2 separate regions of the Bombyx mori genome follow, and region 1 is linked to region 2. The links are chromatin contacts, called in public Hi-C maps. All regions are on one chromosome and are shown on one strand. The core of a region is the stretch at or near the end of the contact, and the rest is flanking DNA. Distances in the headings are between cores, read along the strand shown. Region 1 overlaps LOC101744329 (fibronectin type-III domain-containing protein 3a). Region 2 holds the start of LOC101744329 (fibronectin type-III domain-containing protein 3a).

The links. A called contact is a pair of places that touch in the nucleus more often than the background predicts.
Region 1: a Hi-C map of midgut shows a contact between it and region 2, with 2.8 times the contacts expected there. The contact joins the enhancer-like site here to the promoter of LOC101744329 in region 2. A contact is called at or near these places in 7 of 7 Hi-C or Micro-C datasets (middle silk gland, midgut, posterior silk gland and 2 more).

The regions. Positions count from the first base shown.
Region 1 is chr4:5,891,361-5,894,501 of ASM3026992v2, reverse strand. It overlaps LOC101744329 (fibronectin type-III domain-containing protein 3a), which reads right to left. Exons shown (of 8, transcript XM_004929166.5): 6 at 2,715-2,869; 7 at 1-2,022. Among protein-coding and RNA genes, the nearest start is that of LOC134198746, 8.9 kb to the left of the region's middle. Within about 2 kb of position 1,416, at least 5 of the 8 cell types and tissues checked have open chromatin away from gene starts, as enhancers often do.
Region 2 is chr4:5,847,847-5,850,853 of ASM3026992v2, reverse strand. LOC101744329 (fibronectin type-III domain-containing protein 3a) reads right to left here and starts at 1,459. Exons shown (of 8, transcript XM_004929166.5): 1 at 1,146-1,459. LOC101740829 (transcription-associated protein 1) reads right to left here. Exons shown (of 47, transcript XM_038021813.2): 47 at 2,065-3,007. It overlaps LOC134198747 (a long non-coding RNA gene), which reads left to right and starts at 1,658. Exons shown (of 2, transcript XR_009972914.1): 1 at 1,658-2,050.

The sequences.
Region 1 (3,141 bases), core at 167-2,666, 44 kb before region 2:
CGCCCGCCTCTCTCGTCCGCCGCTCGTATCCGGAAGGCATAGGCACAGGACTCTCGCAATTTTTTCACTTTACAGGAACGTGCACTTCCCCGATACACGGGACGAAATTCGCGACCGTCCGGGGCACGCATCTCGACGCAATAATGTACTCCTTCGGTTCCGGTTGCGTCCCACTCGAGTCGGAGGTGGTTATGAGCGGGTGGGGAGCACCGGAGTATCGGTGGCACAGGTGGTGGAGGTCGGGTGCGGGCTCGCGATTCTTCACTCCAATCGCCGAGCCCGAGTTCGTTTAGGGCGGCGACGCGAACACGGTACGACACGTCTGGTTCGAGTCCCTCGACGAGCCGTTCGGGTGTGGGTCCTTCAGTGTCGAATGCTGCGTCGCCAACCTCGACACGATATTGTAAGATATCAGCTCCGTGGCAGGCCGGCGCGCGCCACTGCAAACGCAGTGAGTCTGCAGTAGCTTCATACCGCAGAGCAGAGGGGGCTGCGGGAGGTGCGCGGGGAGTCAGCACGTCCCGTACCGCGGACCACGCTCCCCGGCCGGCGACATTCGTTGCGCACACTCGGAAAAAGTAGGGCGTGAATGGTGTCAGACGATCGATGGAACAGTTCGTTTCCGACCCCCGATATATCTCTGTGTAGGCATCGTCGACATTGGCTGCGCTCATTTCCACTCTATAATCTATAATATTAGCGCCGTTATCGGGGGGCGCAGTCCACTCGAGTTGGACTGCGTTGGGGCTTTGGACGTTCGCGATAGGCGCGTCGGGAGCATCCGGGGGGGCGGCCGCAGTCTCGAATTCGAGGACGGAGGACGGCGGGCCGGAGCCGACCCGATTGCACGCGGTTACCCACACGCGGTACGGGCGACCGGGAGACAATTCTCGTACTATGCATTCCGTTTCTAAGCCAGCGTGAGCCAGGCGGGCGATTCCTTGCGCGTTTGCCACCTCAACTCTATACTCGGTGAGAGGGGTACCGCCGGTGCAGCTGGGAGGTTTCCAACGTAAAGGTAGGGTAGTAGCGCGCGGCTCACTCGTGGGCTCGGGCGCATCGCAAGCAGCAGGAATGGTGGCATCCGTGGTGACAGTCTCGGTACTTGACCAGTCGCTCTCGCCGGCCGAATTCAAGCACCGCACTCGTGCGCGGTAGTCAGTACCTGGTTGAAGTCGATCACAATGCGCTTCTCTATCAGGACCGGAGTACGCGGACTGGAATCCATCGCCAGCATCGAGTTCGAGAGTGTATTGTTCTACCGGGGCTCCTCCGTCATCGGAAGGCGGCTCCCACCGCAAGCGAAATGCTCGGGAATGTATCTTGCCCTTGGCAGAGGGTCGACCTGGTGCGCCAGGGCGTTCGGGTAGGGTGCGGTACGTCACATCTGTCGAATAAGGACCTTGTCCGTCGGTGGTCTCGCAGCATAATCTAAAACGGTAGTCGGATGCACGACGCAGACCCTTACACACGTGCGTTCGATCTGGACCATTGTAGACGGGCAGGAAACCGTGCCCGCGAGCGATATCGTCCATTTGGAGCGTGAATTCTTCTTCGCCTCGGCGTTCCCAAGACAGAGATAGAGATTCGGAGGCGGCAGAGTCGAGCACGGGCGGAGCGGGCGCGGGGGGTGGCAACCCGTAAGTCCACACGGTTATCTCTTCACTCCATTCACCTCGACCGCACTCGTTAACAGCGGCGATGCGGAAGATGTATCGCGTTTGGGGACGCAGGCCGGTAGCGGAGTGCTGGCGAGTGCGCGGGCGCGATATCTCCTTGAAGCCGTCGCCGTCGTCCATTTCGAGCACGTAGTACTGCAGACGCGCTCCGTTGTCGGCGGCGGAGGGCCAGCGCAACAGCAGCGAGTTGCGCGACCGCTGCGTGACCTTGGGGGCGGGCACGCGGTCGGGCGGGGCGGCGGGCGCGCGGAACGTCACCGCCTCCGTGGTGGCGCCCGTGACGGCCCCGGGGCGGATCTGCAGGTACACCGAGTACTCGCATCCCGGCCGCAGATCACGAACTCTGCAACATAACATTCAAGTCATTTCAATCGGAGATCAAATTGTCCATTCATGATTCTTTTTTCCTACAAAGTTATGCCTCACTTAAAAATTGTAATAATCAAAATCTTCATTTATTGAGAAATTTATAAGTTTTACAAGAATATAAATTTATTTGGTAATTTCCTTAGATTTTATTAAATAGATTGATTATATTTGGGTAATTATTTAAATTGTTATATTATTTTGTTATTGAAATTTGTTTATGTGTGCAGTATTTTGGGTTGTGAAAAAGTTTTTTTTCGAGTTAATAATGGTTTACAAGAACATTATTAACGTACCAATCGGCATTCATTTTAGTTATTGTGCTAGAAAGATGTATTTTATCATGCATAAAGTTTTGCAGAGAGTTATAATAATTACCCAAAGCATCCTATCTTTGATTTAATTCAACTTCGTTTGAATTGGAGCTAGAATCCTAAGAGATAAATTACCAGTTTTTGCGGGCAAGATATCTTATAGGTTATAATTTCAACATGACAGATCCTAATAATAAATGTAGATCGAACTCGTGTGGTTAGCAATTTTAACCTGATTAAAAAAACAGTGCCAATAGACCTGTTTTTTATTATTAGTAACTGAATTTTCAGTTTCCATTTTTATTTCGAATGATTTTATAGAATATTAATACTTACAATATTATTAAGAACTGACCTGCAAGAAAGAGAGGGGCCGCTGTAGATGGCTTTGTACCGGCCACGATCTCCGAGTATTAGATCGTAGGTTAATTCAAGGTTGGGCGGCGGGACACCTTCCGGAAGTTGAGAGTTCCACTGCACTAAGGCACTGGTAGGTGTCATGTCGCTGACCTGTAAATATCGTTTTCTTCTTGAACATATTTAGAGGTTAAAACAAAACCACGACGCACCGTTCTTGCGGCATCTTTATTTTTCTTACAATAAAAAACGGTCACAAATCAACCGATTTTTTTTTTCATTCAGAAGAAAAATCCATACACTTTACTTTTTACTTTTGATAAGACGAGTTCCATTTTTTTCCTACCTATTCTAGTAACCTCGAGAAGTTATTCTAGATTTACCGAACTAGTAGGTGAGCTCACGGGGCTCAATTTTGGCGACGT
Region 2 (3,007 bases), core at 210-2,709:
AGATTTAATTGTACAATATTATAGGTCACAGAACGGAAGCAAAAACGGATGTTTCAAAATGTAACGCTAGCGAGCTCGATCCTCGTATTTATAAGTATCATATCGAACAAGTTTCTAAAACGAATGCACACTTTTTTTTGTTTATTCAATAGTAAAATTTGATGACACGACGTAAAAATTTAACAATACCAACCGATTTATAGTTTAGGCAATAGGCAATACGTTGAAGGTAGCTACAATGAAATATTTGTTACATTAAAAATAATACCTACCCACATCTATCTAATCTCTGACAAACCGCAAACTAATCTATCTAGGTACATTTTCTTTAATTTCAAATTTTAGTAGAGTTATCCGTTGTACCAATGCTAGGTATCTACCTAATTTTGTCACTATTGGTATTGTAATAACTAGTATACGTAACTAATTTAGTTTAAACGTTTTAGAGTATTATTTCAGTTATAAATAGCTTAGAAATAAATTCTTCATTATTATCTCATCCAATAATTAATGTCTCAATTAATACTATTGAAACATACCTAAAATTATATTATTATGAGAGCTAATAATATCATCTACATAATATGATTTGAAGAGAGGTGTGGGGCATTCAGACTTGCGCTATGCCTGACATCAAATTCTTCAATATTCTCGATTCACATTGCAGGCAATCACATCAGGCAACAAAATTATTGCAAATATGAAGCAACATATCTAGGGGCTCAAACTCACACTGACATTGTATATAATCCAGCATTCCGTATGGAATGCGGTCGCTTGCCCGCTGGACCGGCCGCGCACCGCCCCGCGCCTCTCCATGTTTTCTTATCCATTCGCTTCCGTCTACCATATGGTATAGTGGGATAGAACCGAATCCAATAAGATTTTGATAATATTAAGGATATTGATACTGTTATTTTGGACAATTTGTACTAAAATGTTGCAGTAGGTTCTAAGTTGTTTAACATACGAATTGTTCCATCATCAATATTTACAACATCCCGCTGTACAATATACGTACGTCACGACGTACTTAGTTGTACACCCCATCTTAGTCTTTCCGCGGAATTTATTGATGACACCGAGCCACGCAACGGCGAATCGAGCGTCCCGGTAGGCAGTTCGCGAAATCAAAAACTACTCACCTTCAGTTGAAATTTGACGATAGTTCGATCTCCGAAATATTGTGGTTATCGTCCGAACAACACAGGTATTCACCACACTATAATGACAACATAAATAAAGGCAAGGCAAACTGTGTACGTTTACGTCTGAAGGGCGAGTCGTTCGAGACCGAGGTATTCCTCGCACTGATCGAAATGCAACTTTGGAAAATGCACAGGGCGGGGTTGTCGAATGTCATAAACGGTCGGTTACAGAGGTCGGACACTAGCCGGTGAAGCTCGAAAGGGCACACAACACACGAACACTAGGAGCGAGGCCGGTTGGCGGACTGACGATGGCGGGGGGCCGCGCGCCGACGTGGCCCTCTCTGCCCCTCGCCTCAGCCGCCGCCGCGTAGCAACGAGAGTCGCGACGCAATCCGCGCCTGTCGCCGACCTCGCTTCTCACTGTATCCTTCTGACCTGCGTCTCAGCATCCTTTACCTCCTCCCGTGATACATCAGATTTTTGGATTTACAAAGTATAGTGTTTTGATTAATAAAGGGGCCCACAATCAAGTACCTAGTCTTTACTCTTGAACGTTTAGAAAATGAAATGCGAATTTCAACATCGTGGAATGCTGCATTTGGCTTGTCAGCTGCAAAAATATTCGCGGGTGCACCAATTTTAAGTAACCACATTCAAACTGCACATTATTTCTCCAACAGTAGATGTTGAATGTAATACGCCTTTGTTTATTGATTACTCATTGCTTGTGTGGTAGATATAAAGTTAGAGCGAGATCGCAAGTTCATTATGAGCGGCGCATTTGCAATCCCCGTACTTTCACCTATGCAAGTACTTAGCTGTCACTAGTGCACATGCAATAGCTATTAATTTCACTCGCGCAACCATCAATCAAGTTTCTTTAACGTGGTGGGAACTGGGTAAATAAAATTAATTTGTTTACTTTTACATCTTTTTTAATGTTAATTAACATTGATAATTCTAATTTTAAATCGATAAAATATTCATCACGAAATGACCAATCGGGATTAAATGCAAAATTTCAAAATATGTATGTACTCAAGAGTTTTATACATCAGTTTCTATTTATTTTTCTCACAAGACATAGAATTGCATTATTGCTTCAAATATCAATTGCTATAGTTGAATACATAATTGATTTTTTATTCACCGATTTCTTGAACATTGCTCTTAATCATAATATGAAAACGTAGGTTTAGAGGCGATGATGGGATGCGACACGTGACAGTAGACTTTTAAGTAAGATATATGTACACTTAACAAATAGATATAATATATTATATAAGCTTAAACCGCTTGGTATATACATATATGTATTTATAGTCATAAATAGTGAAAATTGGATAGGTACATAACTTTGGGTGATAGTATACAAATGTGAAGCTAACTTAAAAAGTATAAAGGTAATTTGGTGATGGTTTAATGACAAAGGGAAGATCTTCTACCGAGAGTGTGATATTCCTCAGTAGACCTACGGTTCAAGAGTTGTTGTTCGTAACTTGTATATGCAAGCTATATTACATATGTATTATATATATATAGAGACTGGATCCACCTAACACAATGCCGGGTCCACAGCCAAGCAGCCGCCTATTGTCGAAGACTCTTTTCATGTTCGCATATCAACATCAAGCTTCTCTTACATTTACACGCTTAAACTACTGAACCGATTTTGACGAAATATAGTAATAGAAATAAAAATAGAAATAGTTTGGAAATCTGGGAAAGAATTTAGGCTACAGTTCATGTTGAGCACGGGTCTCCATCTGCGTGCCATATTCTGTAGTCCACGTAGGTAGAAATTAGTGTAATACTAGATAGGCAGATTTCATTAGTTGACACCAATGCCACCGCCA